Regions from separate parts of the Mus musculus genome. Here all the other regions are linked to region 1. A link is a contact called in public HiChIP or PLAC-seq data. All regions are on one chromosome and are shown on one strand. Each heading gives the region's core, a stretch centred on a gene start, on an enhancer-like site or on the middle of the called end of the contact. The rest is flanking DNA. Distances are from core to core; before and after follow the strand shown.

Region 1 (3,030 bases), core at 185-2,684:
CTAAGTTCTTTTGGTGAATATGGCTACTAGATGACAAAACGGGTTGTGGTACCTTGGAGGTTCCCTCCAAGAACATTACTGTTATCAGCAACGGGGTGCGTTCCCAGCCTGACTCTTGGAAAATTTCATTTAGAGTGTCCTAATATGAGTATGTATGAACAGAAGTTCTGTTTATGAAAGTCTGAGCACGTTTTTACGACGCTGAAAAGTGTGCAGGAAATAAATAAATACATAAGAAAGATCAGAGGCAGAACTAGTTCCAGGCCAGCCTGAAAGAGTTCCAGGACAGTCAGGGTTACATTGAGAGATTTTACTTCAAAACAATACTGCTTCCTCCCACCCCCACGCCTCCTTCCCAAGAAACTACAGAGGTGGGAATACAGAGGTGAGTCTGGGAAACCCTCAGCAGGGAAGATGAGTATAATGCATTCATACACGCATACATTTGTGTTTATTTTACCGTCAAAGCACAAAATGGAAGTGCATCAAGCTCTTCGTTATATATCCACATATTAAACCTGTATAGACTAGAGGGTTAGAATTTAAACACCATCTTCTGCGGTGGGCATTTTAAGAGATTATAAATAGCAATAAAAATAGAGTGATCGGAACGCTGGTGCTCAAGGCTAGCGCCTCAGCCCCAGGATTCTGGCAGCCCCTCCTCTGCAGGACCCCGGGCTGTCCCCTCCGCCAATGACCGAGCCCGAGGAGCGGCCCAGGGGAGGGCTAAGATCTGCTGGAACGCGCCCTGTCAACTTTGTAGTCCAGTCACCTACGTCGGTTGGTAGCGGCCGCTGTGGCTTTAAATGGCCGGGGGATTTCGAATCGGGGAAGGCGGGAGGTCAGGCCGTGGGGCGCCCCCGTCGCGGGGAGCACCCCCGCTCGCCGCGTCCCTGCGCCGGAGCGCGACCGCGCGGCTTTGTCTCCAGCGTCGCGCCCTGCACTTCCCCGTGCGCAGCCTGTAACCCGAGCTCCCATTTCCTGGTGGATTCTCTTAAAGCGGCCGCGGTCGCCGCGCAGAACAAAGGCCATTGTCTCGCTTCCTCCTGCGGCGCCGCGTCCTTCCCGGAAAGCCCCTTCCTAGACTGCGGTCCCCAGGCTGCATTTGCGCCTCTGGGAGTGCACAGAAAAGCCCCTACTGTGCGTGGCCCAGGTCCTCCTGAGGCGCAGCCAGGGGAGTCGGGAGAGAGATGAACCAGGCTTGCTGGTCCTTGGGCCACGCTGCAAGGTTCCCCAAAGGCGTCCTCCGCCTCGGGGCGGCCCAGTGGGCATCCCGCGCCCCTCCCCCGCACGCCTTTTGATTTCTCCGCGGCCCGCGGTAACCCGAGCTTTTATTTCCTGGTGGCTCCTTTAAGAGGCAGAGCCGGGTGCTGGGAATTCACGTCAGTTTCTGCCCTGAAACTCTCAAGATCAATGAGCAGAGAGCTTTCTCAGTTCTGCCTTTCAGTTTCTCTCTTCCAGGAAGGAAAACATTCGAGAAAGAGAGAGGGAGGGAGGGAGCGAGGGAGCGAGAGAGCGAGCGAGCGAGCGCCGCGGGAGGGCGGGCGCGCCGGCCGCGGGTGGGAGGAGACACGCCAGGCCGGCCTGCTGCGCCCGGGTCGCCGCGCCGCGACCCGCACACCCCACGCCGTGCTCGCCGGCTCCTACGCCCCCGCACCTCGCGCCCAATCCGCGCGTTGAGAAGAGCCCCCCCTCCCCCTCGGGCGGCCGCCGCCAGCGATGCTGCAAGAAACTTCTTAAACGACCGCATCCCGCTGCCCCGCCGAGCGTTTCTGGGTTGGGGAGAGGAAAGGAAAGTGGAAAAAAACTGAGAACTTCCTGATCCCTTTCGCTGTGAGACATGTCTGAGACTCCTGCTCAGTCTAGCATTAAGGTAACGATCGGATTCCCCTCCTTCCTCCGCTGGGCGATCGGAACCCCCTTACCCCGGGGCTGCTGGTGCAGTTGCTAGGCTGGCGGGGAATTATTTGGGGCGCGAGGGAAAAGGAGATGCAGCTCGCGGCCGCGCTGTACCCTTTAGTGTAACCTTGCTGCACCCCTCTCCGCCGAGATCCTCTTGGGCTCCTGCCTCCCCCCCCCACTCCCTTTCTTTCTTTCCTTTTTTTAATAGTATAGAATAGAGTTTATTTAGGGCAAGGGGAGGGGAGTCAAGAGGGTAGTTGTGGCAGAAAAAAGCAGAGAGAGGGAGAGAGTAGAGAAGTAGAGGCAGGCCATGAACACGTGGAGAGAGAGGGAAGGGAATAGGGAAGGTAGGGGGAAGGTAATAGCCCAAGAGGACAAGAGAGAAAGAGAGCCCCACTCCCTTTCTTTTTGACAATGTAATGCCGCTCTCAATTGGTAGGAGGAACCCGGGTTGTCTTCAGATCTGTAGAGCACCTCCGTAATTAGTGCGCTTAAAAATAAGAAAGGAAAAAGAAAAACCCTTTCTCTTTATTCCTACGCATAACGTGAGACTGAATTGTAACTTTTGTTCCCAAGGGGTGGTCTCTAGGGAAAAAGTTCTAGGGGCTCCACTAGGATGCTCTCTCTCTCTCTCTCTCTCTCTCTCTCTCTCTCTCTCTTTACGCCCCTCCTCCCCCCCCCCCCCCCGTTCTATCACACAAGAATTTTACCCTCTCTTCTCTTCTGATTGTGATTGCAAGTCCTAAGACAGTCTTGGTGTCAGCTTTTCCTGGGCATTGCACAATGAAAAAAAAAATTAAACCAAGGTGAATAAAGTTGCTGAATAGTTGTTTTACGCTAGTGCATATGAAAGTTGAGCAATCTGAAAGTAGAAAACTCCTGTGATGAAGGGTGGAAAAGAAGTAGCTAAGCAAAATGACCTTCTCTGACAGTCCAAGCTGGTGTGGAAAAGCTGCAGTCTTGGAGCTCCCTGACCTGCTCTAAGTTCAAGAGGGATATTTGCAAACAGCCTTTGCCTCCAGGTAGTCGCATGTGCATGTATATACACAGTCTGTCTATATAGGCTGAGGTGCTGTAGTTAGTTGCTTTTAAAAAGTTGTTGTGAAGTTTGCCACCATTGGGAGGCAG
Region 2 (3,030 bases), core at 373-2,872, 560 kb after region 1:
AGGTGGGAAATGTATTGTTTTGCTAAAAATGCAAATTGAAATTAGTGTGGTGGCACAAGCCATAGTCATAGTATCTCGGGAGGCTAAAGTAGGCAGCAGACTGACTGCAGCTGTCTTAGGTACAGAGTAGGTTCAAAGTCAGACTGGACCTGGACGCCATCTATCATGGTGAATATTGTAAACTTGACAGGATCTAGAATCAGTTAGGAGACGAAGCCCCTGAGCATGCCCAGGATAGATGATCTACATTAGGTGAATAGAGGTAGGAAGACCCACGTTAGCTGGTTAGCTGTGGGAGGCACCATTCCCGGTGGGCTAAGGCTTGTGGGGAGTCTTGTCCCAGCACAGACTATCTCAAAACCAAAGAAACAAAATCAAGAAAGAAAAAAAATGGGTTTTACAGCAGTACTCCCTGCACTTGGGAGGTGGAGGCAGGCATCAAGAGTTCAAACGCATCCTCAGCTGCATAGCAGTTTCTAATCCAGCCTGGGCTACGTGCGCCCCTGCTTCAAACAAAACAAAAACCCATGTTTTTTGTTTTGTTTTTTAAGAGGGCTCAGGTTAAGTTTTTGTGCTTGCCTACAACGTGTGAGGTCTTTAGTTCAACTGCCAGGACTGTCGTTTTTTAAACTGCTAATTGGGCTAGGTGTGGTGGAGCACACGATAATCTCAGCACTAGGGCAGCAAACGCTGGAGGATCGTGGGTTCGTGGCCAATGTTTACATAGGAAGACCCCGTCTAAAACAATAACAGAAAATAAAGCAACACCGGATTAAGCACTGCTCTGTGAATATTAAAAAGCATCAGAGGGCTGGGGAGATGGCTCAGCAGTTAAGAGCACTGACTGCTCTTCAGAAGGTCCTGAGTTCAAATCCCAGCAACCACATGGTGGCTCATAACCATCTGTAACGAGATCTGACACCCTCTTCTCGTGTGTCTGAAGACAGCTACAGTGTACTGAAATATAATAATAAATAAATCTTTAAAAAAAATAAAAAATAAAAAGCATCAGAGCCCGGCAGTGGTGGCGCACGCCTTTAATCCCAGCACTTGGGAGGCAGAGGCAGAGGCAGGCAGGTTTCTGGGGTTTCTGAGTTCGAGGCCAGCCTGGTCTACAGAGTGAGTTCCAGGACAGCCAGGGCTATACAGAGAAACCCTGTCCCGAAAAACCAAAAAAAAAAAAAAAAAAAAAAAGAGGTGGGAATGATATCCACCGTTAAAGATTCCGTACTTGCCACCTAGACTGACAACCTGGGTTCGATCCCGGGACTCACACTGTGGGAGGAGAGACTCGGCTCTGTGTTAACTTCCCTGTAAGGGCACAGGGGTTGAGGGGAGCTTTACTGATTGCTTCACGTCTACTTGAAGCACTAAAGGGTTCCCAGAACCTTAGATCCCAAGCAAAAGAGGAATAGAGTCAGGTAGCCACTGGAGGAAGACCACCAAGCCGCAGACGACCAGCCCACCAGAAGCCAGTAGAATAATCTGCTCGCTCACGTTCTCTGACCTCTGTCCGCTCTCCTCCTGGCAAGTCCGGTGAGCCAAAGTGTACAGGAAGCCGGAGGGGAAAGGAAGGAAGTCATCCATGCACTGTGTAAAGGGGTGGCTTCCTGGGGCACAGAGCCAAGACAAGAGGACAGTATACCGAAGAGGCAAGGCAGCAAACGTCTGGCTCACTCGTGACTTGGCCCTCTGCTTCCAAGTTACTTCCTCTAAAAACCTTTTCACCCGTGGACCCTAGGGCAGGCACAAAGTAACTTGCAAACAGAAGGGTTTTGTTTTTCATTTGTCTCCGTCTTCTGAGTATGGGAACTACAGATGTGAGCCGCCATGAGGTATTGAAGATCGAAACTAGGGAACTGTGCAAGCTAGGCAACCTCCCCAAGCTGTTTTGATTGATTGGACAGATGGATGGATGGATGGAGACAAGGACTGATTATGTATCTTGATAAGATCTCCCCCAAGTCCCCCTTCCTAGTCTCTCTCAGGCACAACTCAACACATCCCCCCCCTCCTCTTCCTGGAACCCACTGAGTCCAGGTAGCACTGCCCACTGGAATATTGATGAACTGTGTTATCTTGGTCTCCTGTAGGTGACCACAGCTGTTGAGAGCTGAAGAGTGTAGCAGTTGTGTCCAGAAGTCAGCATTTTGCCACACTCCTTCCCACCTTCTTCCTGCCTCTTCTCTCATTGTGTCGCTTAAGCACTGGTAGGGTTGATACAGGTGTCCTGTTTAGTGCTCAGCTCTCTGGTTGTGGGTTCTCCCACAGAGTCTAGGACCTCCGAAGCCATGGGCTAAGGACCAGGTCTATGGTACTAGGCATGAATTCCCTCCGGTGGAATGGGCCGCAAACCCAATGAGAAAACAGTTGTTAGCCCCACCAACAGCTACATCTTTGGTGGCAGGCTGGTATTGTAGTATGCAGGTGAGACTACTGAGGCTTTTTCTCCCACCCTCCCCCACCCCCATGGTCTGCACAGCATCCTTGGTGCTATGAAAGCTAGCTAACCAGGAGGAATTAAGTTCCCTGGTCAGCTCTGGCTTGATTTTCTCTATGACCCACAAAGGAGTATGTAGTGCCTTCAGCAGTCTGGTACTACCATCTAGTTATGGTGAGCAGCCATAAGTAAAGGGAGTATGCTGTTTCCCTGTGCAATAACTCACAGGAAGAGAGCCCACACATGGCATCCTTCATCAAACCTTGTCGTCTTGGGGAAACATGGTCTACCCACTTAAGGAACCTATGTTCAAACTCCTTTTATTTTTCTTAACTCTATTTTTTGATTAGGTTACAAAGTGGCATGTTTCTAAAAGGTATATATATATATATATATATATCCTTAGTTTGGATGAACCCATCTCCCATCTCTTTGTCTTCCCCTGTTTGTCTTACTTTTCTGTTGCTGTGAAGAGAGACCATGACCAAGCAAACGTATAAAAGAAAGCACTTTAATGGGGCTCCAGAGAATCTGATGTCCTTCTTTGGCCTCCACAGTTCTACAGCCACCTGTACACGTGCACACACACA
Region 3 (3,030 bases), core at 176-2,675, 530 kb after region 1:
AAATAGTCTTATTCAAATACACACATGCATAGATGATAGGCTGTCCCATTTACATCATAAGATTGTTAGTTACTATCCTACTTTGCAAACTTCCATACTTCTGACGGACTTAAACGTTGAGCTTGTTAAATTAATAACTAAGAATCCCAGAGAGGTCCCATTAACTGGCACAGGTAAGTTAACAAAAGCGAACAACAAGATACGGCGTCAAACAGCACCTCAATTCTTGCACAGGCAACACTCTCCATGGCACCAGCCCCCATCGCTCATCAACTGAAGACCAGTCGACAAGGTTTCCATTGCAAACTGTCACACAACAAAAAGTCAGGACGTACGTCTCAGCCTCACAGTCCAAATTCAAAACACCACAGAGCCACTACGTTTAAGCGATTCCCATAGCAAATTACCCAGGGCATTCTCTGTTATTTACTAAAGTGCCAAGCAGTTCCCAGGGGTGCCCAGCAAATGATAATTTAGTTCCCAGGATAGGCTCCTCGCCACACAAGGATGACTTCCCTACTTGGTGCCAACTGTACACTTGCACACTCCGCAAACAGGGGGCGAGTCCTGAATACCAGGGGTTACGAGGGCAACGTTTGTGTTTTTATTATGGGCTCAGATGATCCCGAATGCTGAAAAGCGCGACCTATCACCCTAGAGTCAATTTCCAACTGTGCTCTCACCCAGGACCATTCTATCCCCGCGGAAGACAATTATTAGTTGTAACAAGGCCTAGAGAGGGGAGAAGGAAAAAAAAAATAGTGGGGTTTAAAGAAGAAGAAAAAAGTTCACCTAAGAGACACGGGAAAGGTGAGCTCAGGCTTCGAGGGAGAGGGAGGTCAACACCAATGGTGCTGAAAGCGCAACTACAAAAGCCCCTTTCTGCCCCGAGTGCAGGCGAGCCGGGCACCGTCAGTCATTCCGATGGAGTGCGGGGGGCCAGGGGTCCCCCCGAGGCCCGCAGCTTTGTCCGGCGGCGCCGCGGGGCCGGCCAGGGGTGTGCGCGGCGGCCGGGCGCGGCCCCCGACCGCGGGCCCCTTCCTCGCGCGGCTCCCCAGCGCCAGGCCTCTGTCCCCGCCGCTGTCCCCGCCACCTCCCCTCCCCCTCCCGGGACCCCGGCAACTTTTCCCCCGGCCTCGCCTCGCTTCGCCTCACCTCTCAGCAGCACGCAGAAGCTGCAGGCCAGGAGGCTCCTCAGCACGGCCCCCATCTTCCCCCCACCACCGCGCGCGCTCGCGGCCCTCACCGGCGCCCGGCGGCCAGGGGACGCGCGGGCGAGGAGCCGGGGCGGCCGCCGCAGCGGCGGGTCTGCACGCTCATGCTTTCCGCGGCCGCGAGAAGAAAGAAAAGGGCGCACGTCAGGGCTCTAGCGCGCCGCTCCGGCCCGGGCTCGCGCGACGCCAGCGCCTGCCCCCATGCCGCCGCCTCCTCCCGCGGCGCCCCACGTCCCCCGCGCGGCGCCTCATTCAGCCTCTTCCTCTCGCAGCGGCGCAGGGATCCGCCGCGGGGCCGCCGCCGTCTCCCTGCGCGCCCGACTCCCCCCACCCCCGTCCTCAGCGCGCCGCGGCCGGACCCCGGGAGCCGCGACCGCCGCGCGCGCCGACTCCCCGGAGAGCCCCCGCGGGTTGAGCCTCGCGAGCCCCCGCACGCTGCGGGGATAAGGTCTTCCCGAGGCGCATTCCGATGGGATTCTTTCCCCGGGCGGCGGAGGGCGTGAGGCGACGTCGGCCGACACTGGGGCCGGCGTGGTCGGGACTACTTTCTGCGTCCCGGCCCGTCGCCGCCCGCGCCGCTCTTTGTGCGCCCGGCCGCCGAGCCAGGTGGAGCTGCGGACCCCGGGGCTGCCCCGGGACGTAGGAAAATCAAAGTGCCATTGCGGCTTACGCTTTCCCGAAGCGGCGGGCCAGGGGAACGGTGTGCAGAAGCCAACGCGGAGCACATCGCTAGTGGACTGGGTTGAGAATCCTCATCATAGGAAGTAAAATAAACCAGACTCGGACTTTAAAAAAAAAAAAAAGTATGTTTTTCTCCTAGTGTGGAGCCTGCTTTACATATACACATAAAGTCACACACATGGGGAAAAGACAAAGATTGTGGGATTGTATACACATAAGTAAACCTTACTCAGACAAGTTTCCCTCATATGTGGATCTAGGGGTGTGTGTGTGTGTGTGTGTGTGTGTGTGTAGAAATGCCTTTATATATGAGTTAACACATAGATGATAAGAAAATAAAAGTATGACTATCTGGGAAAAAGAGTGAAGCTAATGTTGGGGGAAGAGGCACACACATGTTAAAAGAAAATTATGTGCTTGAATCTTATCCATCATTACATACAATAAATATAAACTAAGAAAAAAATTAAAGAAAAAAAACAATAGTTTTTTGTTTGTTTGTTTATTGCCTTCCAAGAAATACAGACCTTTTTTTGTGAACTAAGCTGACAAGGACTAAAGCTTTCTAAACTGAGAGAGAAAATCCTTAGTAGCTAACAGCAAAGAGAAAATAAAACATGTCTTTTCAGGGGGAGGGGTTACAGGTCTGAGAGAAAAAAAGGAGCCCCCAAAACAACCTCTACCACTACATGTGCAGTGGGCATTTCCAAGTAATAGCCCAAATGCCCTCTGCAGTCAACTGGCCAGCTTCAGCCTAGGCCAGCCAGCTCCAAACGTTAACCATCAGCTGTGTCCTGTCCAGCCATCACACACCCTTTCTGCAGGCGAATGGGCAAAGGGCTCACCTAGGGCTTGCAAGCAATTTATCAGATGGGCCACTCAGAACTAACCTGAGATGAGACTGGCTTTGCTGTGATTCTCTTGGCACACATGAAGAATTTGAGACACTCGGTGACTTATCCAAGGCCACTCAAGTCCTGAGTAACAGAACCTGAAGCAACCAACTTGGAGGATTGTACAGGAGTGTTAGGAAATGTTTTCAGGTAGGCTGGTGAGGGAGCGCGGTGGGTAAAGGCACTTACCTCTAAGCCTGACAGCCTAAGTTCAATCCCTAGGGCCCACAATGTGGAAGGAG

Evidence for each region. HiChIP or PLAC-seq counts read pairs in DNA pulled down with a chosen protein or histone mark.
Region 2: a contact with region 1 is called in an H3K4me3 HiChIP or PLAC-seq map of bone marrow-derived macrophages, with 2.9 times the contacts expected there. The contact joins the enhancer-like site here to the promoter of Etv6 in region 1. A contact is called at or near these places in 8 of 39 promoter capture datasets (the 3T3-L1 cell line, the HPC-7 cell line, cranial neural crest and 4 more), 1 of 484 Hi-C or Micro-C datasets (uterus) and 11 of 115 datasets of contacts at active chromatin or transcription factors (the 230-238 cell line, acute myeloid leukemia, astrocytes and 7 more).
Region 3: a contact with region 1 is called in an H3K27ac HiChIP or PLAC-seq map of extraembryonic endoderm stem cells. The contact joins the promoter of Lrp6 here to the promoter of Etv6 in region 1. A contact is called at or near these places in 14 of 39 promoter capture datasets (the 3T3-L1 cell line, 3T3-L1-derived adipocytes, the C10 cell line and 8 more), 13 of 484 Hi-C or Micro-C datasets (CD4 T cells, adipose-derived mesenchymal stem cells, cardiomyocytes and 8 more), 17 of 115 datasets of contacts at active chromatin or transcription factors (the SCID.adh cell line, astrocytes, bone marrow-derived dendritic cells and 12 more) and 2 of 9 other capture datasets (adipose tissue and liver).

The regions. Positions count from the first base shown.
Region 1 is chr6:134,034,266-134,037,295 of GRCm38.p6, forward strand. It overlaps Etv6 (ets variant 6), which reads left to right and starts at 1,435. Exons shown (of 8, transcript NM_007961.4): 1 at 1,435-1,873. The coding sequence starts at 1,841. Gm46977 reads right to left here and starts at 1,047. Exons shown (of 4, transcript XR_001785383.2): 1 at 777-1,047.
Region 2 is chr6:134,593,414-134,596,443 of GRCm38.p6, forward strand. No RefSeq gene overlaps it. Among named protein-coding and RNA genes, the nearest start is that of Gm38910, 13 kb to the right of the region's middle. Within about 2 kb of position 1,623, at least 42 of the 459 cell types and tissues checked have an H3K27ac peak or open chromatin away from gene starts, as enhancers often do. A contact at or near this core is called in the HPC-7 cell line, acute myeloid leukemia and bone marrow-derived macrophages, where this site is marked.
Region 3 is chr6:134,565,488-134,568,517 of GRCm38.p6, forward strand. Lrp6 (low density lipoprotein receptor-related protein 6) reads right to left here and starts at 1,426. Exons shown (of 23, transcript NM_008514.4): 1 at 1,156-1,426. The coding sequence starts at 1,210.